Linked DNA regions of Sus scrofa: region 1 is linked to region 2. The links are chromatin contacts, called in public Hi-C maps. All regions are on one chromosome and are shown on one strand. The core of a region is the stretch at or near the end of the contact, and the rest is flanking DNA. Distances in the headings are between cores, read along the strand shown.

Region 1 (4,235 bases), core at 990-3,489, 220 kb before region 2:
GGGACTAGGATCCAGGAGGATACGGGTTCGATTCCTGGCCGCGCTCCATGGGTTAAGGATCCAGCATTGCCATGAGCTGTGGTGTAGGTCGCAGATGCCGCTCGGATCCAGCGTTGCTTTGGCTGTGGGGTAGGCCGGCAGCTGCAGCTCCAGTTCAACCCTAGCCTGGGAACCTCCATATCCGCAGGTGTGTCCCTAAAAAGCAACAACAACAACAACAACAACAAAAAGAGTGTGGGTTCCCAGGCCCATCTAGCCTGTTTCTTCTTCCTTCGCTACCAAAATGTTTCCATGCAGGGTAGGGCTGCCCCCTCGCAGTGACCCACTGGGGTCACCTCTTGGCTGTGGGGATAACATGCAGGATAAGGTCGAGCGGATAGGAGTTGAGACCCACTTCCCATGCTGATTTGGACTCATGGTGGCAAAAGCCTGGCTAACCTGCCCTCCCCAGACCACAGATGGCCCCAGGCTCGTCTGCCCCTCCCCACACTCAACTGCAGAGCTTGAAGGAACGGGACCTGCAGACACCTGCAGCTGAGGGCAGCCAGATGCCAGAGAGTGCCAGTTCTCTCAGCTGGACCGCACCAGGCCCTGTACATGTCCTGTGGGTCCACTCTGCCCAGCATGAGAGACAGGGGCTAGACAGTGGGAGGGACCCCCTGGTGAGATGAGTGGGTGACTTGGGAGCCAGCTGCTCTCTGAGGAAGCCCCCGTCAGCGAGTATAATCCGTCTCCCTCAGGATAGGGTTTGTTGGGAAGTTGCTCCTTCCCACCTCCAACTCTCCAACCAGCCTGAAAACCCCAGGGATGCAGATGGTGGATGAGTCACCTGTTCAAGAGCTCAGGAGGCCCAGTTTAGATCCAGTTTGATGAGAAAGACACAGCCCTGCCTCAGGGAGCCCCAGTCTGAGGGGGGACATAGCCATGCCCTCAGGGAATCCCGGTCTGAGAGGGAGACGCAGCCCTGACTCAGAGAGCCCCAGTCTGAGGGGAGGCACAGCCCTGACTCAGGGAGCCCCGTTTGGTGGGGAAATGACATGTGTTCCCTACTTGCTCCCTCCCTGGAGTTGCTTGTCCCCCCAGCCCCATTCTCTGCTCTCCGGGAGCTTTCCTTCCCCAGGGAGGGTTGGTTGGAGCATTGGGCACGCCAGGCTGGCTCTGCAGCCTCCTCCGTGCTGACTCCAGGGCCGCTCACCATCATGCATAAAGTCTGTGTAGCCAGAGTGTGAGAGTTCCAGGCAGGGCGACCGAGTCACGGTGAATCAAGGGTGACCTTGGACACCCCTCACCCCGACAACAGTGGCAAAGGGACATGAGAGCCAGGACAAGAACAGGTGCTCACTGCCCCCAGCCCTGCCTCAGGTTTGGGTGGCGCATGCGTGTGGGAAGCGAGTGCAGCCCACATCACCCCATCTTGGCAGACACGGGGGGCGGAGTGAATCACTGAGAAAGAGGTGGGTGTCTGGAAGCCAGATGTGGCCCAGCTGTTTGGGGCAGCGAGCCCAGCCACTCCAGACCAGATGTGGTAGCACTCGTGTCTCCCTCCGCCCTCTGTGTCCAGGAGCTTGGAAGCACTTCTGGGGAGGACCCCTTGCCCTGGGCGGGACCAAGGACTCTCTCCCTACTGCGAGCTGTTATCTCCCCCGATCAGGCAGGTGGTCCCCAGGGTAAGAGCAGGGCCTCTGCACCGCGGGTTCACCTGTGCCTGCACACCTTCGCTGAAGCTGGAATGCTAAGACAGAGGGCAGAGGCCACGTCTGCCCCACCAGATTAGAGGGTCCGAAGGAAGACAGGAACAGTGGTCCCTCAGACGTAGCTGGGGCTCCCCAAGGACAGGGGCTGAGTCTGCCCATCACACGGTAACTCCCTGCGGCAGACGTCAGCACCACTTCCCCAACAGATCAGGAGTTCCCTGAAGGCTGACTTCCTCTCTCTCCCCATAAGACTGGGGCTCCCCGAGGTCAGGGCTGCGGGTCTCTGTCACCCCCGGGGTCCCGGTCAAGTCAGAGCTGAGTCTCACCCTCAGGCTGCCTCCCCCAGCGTCTGCCACAATTCCCTTCCCATCGTATTGGGCCACCGCCCCATTCATTGAGGCTTCCCTGTGTCTCCTGTGGTCCCTCCTGTGGTCATTTCACTCTCAGTGGCTGGGAAGGGAGCAGATTCCCAGCAGCTCCAGCCTGGCCCGTGACTCAGCACCTCAGCCTTTCTTCCTCTGCCGGAGCAGCCTCAGGCCGCACATCATGATGGGGAAACCCCTCTGGTTCTCTGCTTCTCTGCTTCTCTGACGTCTGTGCCTGTCTCCCTTGTCCTCCCCGTCAGCACGGCCCCCTCCCTGCCCACACACGCAGACTCTGCTCCTAATCCACTAGCAGAGATTATGAGGAAGGAGTGTGTCACCCACGTGGCTTCCTTGTAACTTCACGAGCCTGGGATGTGCGTGGGGAATGTGGTCTCCACTTGGCAAGTGAGGAATCGGGCTCAGAGAGGGCGAGAGACCTGCTCAGGGGCACACAGCTCCTGGGTGGCAGTCTGGAAACACGGGCAGGATCCAACCACGCATGTTCCCCAGCCAGGTAGCCTGGATGGCGTGGCTTGCTCAGCCTCTGCTTGGGGTGTCTGATGTAACACTTCTCCTGTCTTCCTTCAGATACTCTGATCTGATGGGGAGCCGCGCCTCTGCCCTCAGCCCGTTGTCCTCAGCGCCCCCTGCAGGTGCTCACAGTCTTGGGGAGAGAAGACAGGAAGAACCCAATAGCCTCCGGGAGGTAAATGACGACAGTGCTCGAGCGGAGCCAGCCATGCCATTGGGGTTGCCTGGCTGGATAAGTGAGTGACTTGCAGCAGAGCCCAAGTGCCAGGGGCTGGAGTGGCTCTGTGGGTTTGGCTCAAGGGTGCCTGGGCTGGTGGGCTTCCACAGACCAGACAGGGGACATTCTAGTTGCTCGATGGAAGGACAGCCTGAGCTCTGTGAGGTGGGGGTGTGTGGGGAGATAGCACTGTGTCTTTCCTCGTGGCATCGCTGTGTCCATTTAATGGATGAGAAAAGTTGGCCCAGAGAGGGACTTCACTTGGCCAAGAGCATGCGGCTCCCAGCCTTGAACCCGCGTCTGTCAGACCTCAAAGCCTTCATTCCCGTGAGGCGGGAGGCTGAATATTGCCCAGTCCTGTCCCTGCTCCTGCTGGGTTCTGTTGGACCTGCTTTGGCCCCATGGTTCGAATCCTGACTCTGTCCTTACCAGCTGTGTGGTTGTGGGAAAGTTATACAACCTCTCTGAGCCTCTGTTTCCCCATGGGTGTAATGTCATAGTACTTACATTGAGGTATAATTGGTATTTGTGAGTTGGTCACCCCAAGTAATTCTATGAAGATGTTGGCCTCTTCCTTCTCCCCAACCCCAACCCTCCCTCGGTCTAAGAGTGATTGAGAGTTTGGACTTGGCAAGATGGGGCTAAGGTCTCTCTGGGGGTGGGACATTCCCCAAGGGGCTCTCAGGCCCCTCCTTGGGAGTTTGGGGGGTGCAGGGGGAAGCAGGAAGCCTTACTTCCCATGGGTTCCATCCATCTCGGGTCTCCACTCCTCTCCCCACAGCAGAGTGTGGGCATGTGAGCTCCTGGCACGTACCCGGTGATAAGGCCCACCCAGCAGGCAGGACGTGGGCTACGTGAGGGGCCAGCGGAGGCGGCTGCTTTGGCCAGCAGCTGCCTGCCCAGCTCAAGGGGCCAAGGCCGGGAGGCTGGGCTGTGGGGTCCATTGTCTGCCCGCCTCCCCCCGCTCTGGCGAGCACAGACTCAGCAGCAGCCGGCAGCGGGCTCTTGGCAGAAGCTCTGGTCCTGCTCCCCCCACGCAGGCACGCCCTGGCCCGCACGTCCTCGCCTGGGCCTCCAGCCACCATGGCGCTGCCTGCTGCGCCGGCCACTGCTGCGCCTGGCCTCCAGGGGGCACTGCTTGGGCACTTGGGAAGTCTTGCAGGGCGAGTCAGGGCCTGGGGGCCTCATCTTGGGATTGTCAGGGGCCGGGTCCACCAGGGTGGGAGACGCTGGGGCAAGGTGACCCGGGATGGGGCCTTGGAGAGTTATTGAGAAGCCACATTGGCTTTGGGGTGGGTAAGGGGGCATGAGCTGGTGCTCACAGCGGCGTGGCCTTGGGTCTCCTCTCTCGGGCCCCAGCTTCCTTAGCTGTATGACAGGGACAGGAGAAGCCTTGTCTCCAGATCAATGGTCTGTGATTGGCGGTGC
Region 2 (4,202 bases), core at 1,193-3,692:
CCTGAATATGTATACTGAATATATATTATACACACACACACACACAGGTGTACGTGTGTGTGCACTTGAAAATATCTGCAGCAAGTTGTGCCTTTGCCGTGAAGGAATGCACTTTTCTTTTTGTTTTTCTTTCTTTTTATGGCCACATATGGAAGTTCCCCGGACCAAGGGGTGAATCAAAGCCACAGTTGCCAGCCTACACCACAGCCACAGCAACACCAGATCTGAGCCACATCTGCCACCCACATCGCAGCTCACGGCAACACTGGATCCTCAATCCATTGAGCAAGGCCAGGGATCGAACCTGCATCCTCACAGATACCAGAAGCGTTCTTAACCTGCTGAGCAGCAATGGGAACTCCAGGCGTGTACATTTCAATCAGAGTCAGCACTGAAGGATAGATATTTATGTGCCTGCATATGCATAGCTCACACATTCATGGGAGCACATGCGTGATATCCACACACGTCCTGTGGGTGTCCTCTGTCAATTTTGTGCATCTCTATAGGATAGGAGGTGTGTAAAATCTGGCCCGTACCAAGCCCCCACCAAGTGTTGGTTATTTTTCCCCTAAATAGATCTAATTACACACCTCAACACATGCATGCAGTTTGGGATGGGGCCGCCCTGTATAAATCTGGGTCTCAGGGTTAGTGTTCGAATGTCTACCTCGCAGAGGATGCTGGGAATGTGTCTGTGAGTCTAAGGGTCCGTGTGCTCACACGTGGTGTCCACATCCGTGTGAAGCTCTGTCCTCCTGTCCCCTGGGACCCTGACAGGGAGAACAGCTGGGCAGCTGCTGCCTGGCCCCACATTCCTGTCCCACAGGGCTGCTCCGAGGCAGGGAGGCTGGAGCTGACATCCCCACCCCCACTCTTGGCTGACATGGGTCCACAGTGTCACGCAAGGTACATGCAGGCCGCCCAGGGCCACTGACCAGGCAAGTGGGAAACCTGGAGCCTGCCCCCCTCCCTGTCCCTACAAAGCCTCCCATCTCCACGTTCTGTCAGCTCCCACCCTAAATCTCTCAATTTGTCCGTTCCCCTCTCGGTCCCCTCTCACCACAGCAATAGCCTCTTGTGCCTCCTAATCCACTCTCCACACAGCAGCGAAAGTGATCCCTTAGAAATGCAAATCGCACCCCTTCGCTCCTTCACCCGCTTAAACCCACTTAATGACTTCACACCCCTCATCGTCAGACGAGGTCTAAAATCCCCTGCACGGCCTCTGAGGCTGGGCCTGACCACCCCAGCCATGTCTCCCACCCTCTCCGTGGCCCCAGCTCCTGCACACAGCCGCCTTCCCCTTCCAGCACCCGCAGCCCTTCAGTTCCCTCGGCCTGGAATGCTCTGCTCCTTCCCGGCTTCTTCTACCCCCCTCACCTCTGGATGCCTCTAATTACAGCTCCCCCAGTCTGGTGCTTTCCTGTCGCCCTGTAAGTCTCTCCACAGCCCTGAGAACCCAGGCAGTTCTGTAGTTGTCTTGCTGTGTCATCCTTGTCTCCCCTATGGGCTCTGAGGTATCCTGGTCGTCAGGTGCTGCCCACAGGCTCAGGTCTTTGTGGCTCAGGGGAAACCAGCTCCCAGGAAGCCTGTGGTATCCTGGGAGAGACACAGACACAGAAAAGACTGTTAGGTTAGTGAGCGTATTGAGATCCGCAAGGAGGGGTGAGAGGGGGGCCAATAGAGCTGGCCCTTAAGAAATAAGAGCGAGGAGTTCCCCGGCGGCTCAATGGGTTAAGGATCCAGTGTTGTCTCTGCTATAGCGCAGGTCACTGCTGTGGTGTGGGTTCAGTTCCTGGCTTGGGAACTTTCCCCTGCCATAGGCATGGCCAAGAAAAAAAAAGAGAGAGAGAAGGAAAAGAAGAGCAAGCCAGGACAGAGCATTCCAGAGAATGAAAGAGCAGCCACAAAAACCACAGCATGCACAGCTAGCTGTTATTGCAGCATCAGTGATAACATGGGAAGTGGTAAGAAGTAAAACTGGGAAGGCCAGTGGGGGACCGGATCATGGGACCTCAAACCCCTTCTCATTTGTATTAAATGATTAGACATCTATCAGCCCAAGAACCCAAAGTCCCATCTGGGTTGGGGACACTCTTGTCCATCAGGCACCACATGACTGAGAGGTGGCTTCCTTCATGCCTGCTGGCACCAGCTCAAGGACCCCTGGGGTGGCTGAGGAGTTGGTGGCCCCCGAAGCCCACTTATCAGCAGAAAGGAGAGGCCCAGGGAGGAGCAGTGATTTCACCTCACATCCCTAGCTCAGCCAAGTGTCAGCCCAAATTGGGCCACCCAGCCTGCTCAGAGGCTGTGCCCCTGGGATCAGGGGTCAGGGGTCAGGCAGCTCCTTCCCCAGGAAGGCTCCGGTCCTCCTCTAAGTGGAGGAGACCAGCCTCTCACACAGGCCCCAGGCAGGAGCTCAGGCAAAGCAGCAGATTAGCTGTGTGAGGAGGCCCTGGCGGGGACCGAGGGGGCGGGGCCTCGGTCAGGGGGCCGGGAGCCCCAGTTCTCCCCTTTCAGTCGCTGCTTCTGCTAATTCAGGCCCCCAGGGGCTTGCTGGGTCTGCCCTGGACCCAGCCGCTTCATCTTCCAACATCTCCCAGCAAAGCCCCTTTGTTCTCCCTTTTGCAAAAGGTGGTAGGAGCTGCTACAGCCCCCTTCCCTCGGCGCCCCCCTCCTCCCTCAGCCTCCAAACCAGAGGCCCCCAAGAACTTTCCAGGGGAGGTAGCTAAAACAGCTAGAAGTTCCCGTCTTGGCGCAGCGGAAACGAATCCGACTAGAACCACGAGGTTGTGGGCTCAATCCCTGGCCTTGCTCACTGGGTTAAGGATCCAGCATTGCCGTGAGCAGTGGTGTAGGTCGCAGACAAGGCTGGGATCCTGCTTTGCTATGGCTGTGGTATAGGCCGGAAGCCATAGCTCTGATTCGGCCCCTAGTCTGGGAACTTCCATATGCCTTGGGTGCGGCCCTAAAAGCAAAAAAAAGAAAAAAAAAAAAATCTAGCTGCTGATCAAGACAGACCTCAGAATCCATCTCCCTGCCTGAGTTTGTACCCCCTGCTCCTCCGTGCAGGCGGGGTCCCCAAACTGGGGATTTTACTTGTCTTGGGACTAGGATGGTTTTGGCTGTCTCAGAGACCCATCCAGCTGTGAGGCGCATGTCCTCAGAAGCCCCAGGGGCGATCTGGCTGGGTCCCCACTCCTAGTGAGCAGGCCGGCTCCGTCCTCTCTGAGTCATGCCCTTGCACGAAGGCTCACGTTTAGCAGGGCCCCACACTTGGTTTAATGCTCTGCTGTCATCATCTTGAAATTCTTGCTTTTTTTTTTTTAAATGACCGCACCCTTAGCATATGGAAGTTCCTGGACCAGGGATTGAATCTGAGCCACAGCAATAATGCCAGATCCTTTAGCCCACTGCACCGGGCTGGGGATGGAACCCATGCCTCCACTGGGACCTGGGCCCTTACAATCAGATCCTGAACCCACTGCGCCACAGTAGAAGTCCATCAGCTTGAAAATCTTTTTTATTTTTTTTTTTTCTTTTTGACTTTTCTAGGGCCGCTCCCGCGGCATATGGAGGTTCCCAGGCTAGGGGTCTTATCAGAGCTATGGCTTAACCCACTGAGCAAGGCCAGGGATCGAATCCCCTAGTCGGATTCGTTAACCACTGAGCCACGACAGGAACTCCCCAGCTTGAAATTCTTAATTGTGAGCAAGCTGTACAGCATTTTCATTTTACAGTGAACCTGACAAATTATACAGCCAGGCCTGCCTAGAGTTTTGGAGGAAGCCCAGGAGACAGCCAGCCTGAGGACACGTGGGTTCTGGTCCCAGCTTAGCCCTGGATGGTCTGCGAGCCAGGGCAAGTCCTTATCCTCCCCCTGGAACTCAGTTTCCCCAAGAGGATGCTGACTTGGAGTAGGAAACTAGTTTAGCTCGAATGCTGCCTGGAACTACCCCAAAGCCAGGCTCAATGGGGGCCTAAATAATTTAGAGATCATTCAAGACCAGGAGGAGGAGTTCCCGCTGTGGCACAATGGGAATGGTGGCTTCTTGGGAGCGCTGGGATACAGGTTCGATCTTCAGCCCAGCACAGTGGGTTAAGGATCCAGCATTGCTGTGGCTGTGGCTTAGGTAGCGACTATGGCTCAGGATCTGATCCCCTGCCCGGGAGCTCCGTATGTCGTGGAGTGGCCCAAA

Evidence for each region. A called contact is a pair of places that touch in the nucleus more often than the background predicts.
Region 1: a contact with region 2 is called in a Hi-C map of embryonic fibroblasts, with 2.1 times the contacts expected there. The contact joins two enhancer-like sites. A contact is called at or near these places in 1 of 5 promoter capture datasets (liver), 3 of 47 Hi-C or Micro-C datasets (embryonic fibroblasts, fetal heart ventricle and skeletal muscle) and 2 of 2 datasets of contacts at active chromatin or transcription factors (alveolar macrophages and skeletal muscle).

The regions. Positions count from the first base shown.
Region 1 is chr7:39,067,670-39,071,904 of Sscrofa11.1, reverse strand. No RefSeq gene overlaps it. Among named protein-coding and RNA genes, the nearest start is that of TMEM63B, 68 kb to the left of the region's middle. Within about 2 kb of position 2,239, at least 28 of the 83 cell types and tissues checked have an H3K27ac peak or open chromatin away from gene starts, as enhancers often do. A contact at or near this core is called in embryonic fibroblasts, where this site is marked.
Region 2 is chr7:38,843,686-38,847,887 of Sscrofa11.1, reverse strand. No RefSeq gene overlaps it. Among named protein-coding and RNA genes, the nearest start is that of TRNAV-AAC, 93 kb to the right of the region's middle. Within about 2 kb of position 2,442, at least 12 of the 83 cell types and tissues checked have an H3K27ac peak or open chromatin away from gene starts, as enhancers often do. A contact at or near this core is called in embryonic fibroblasts, where this site is marked.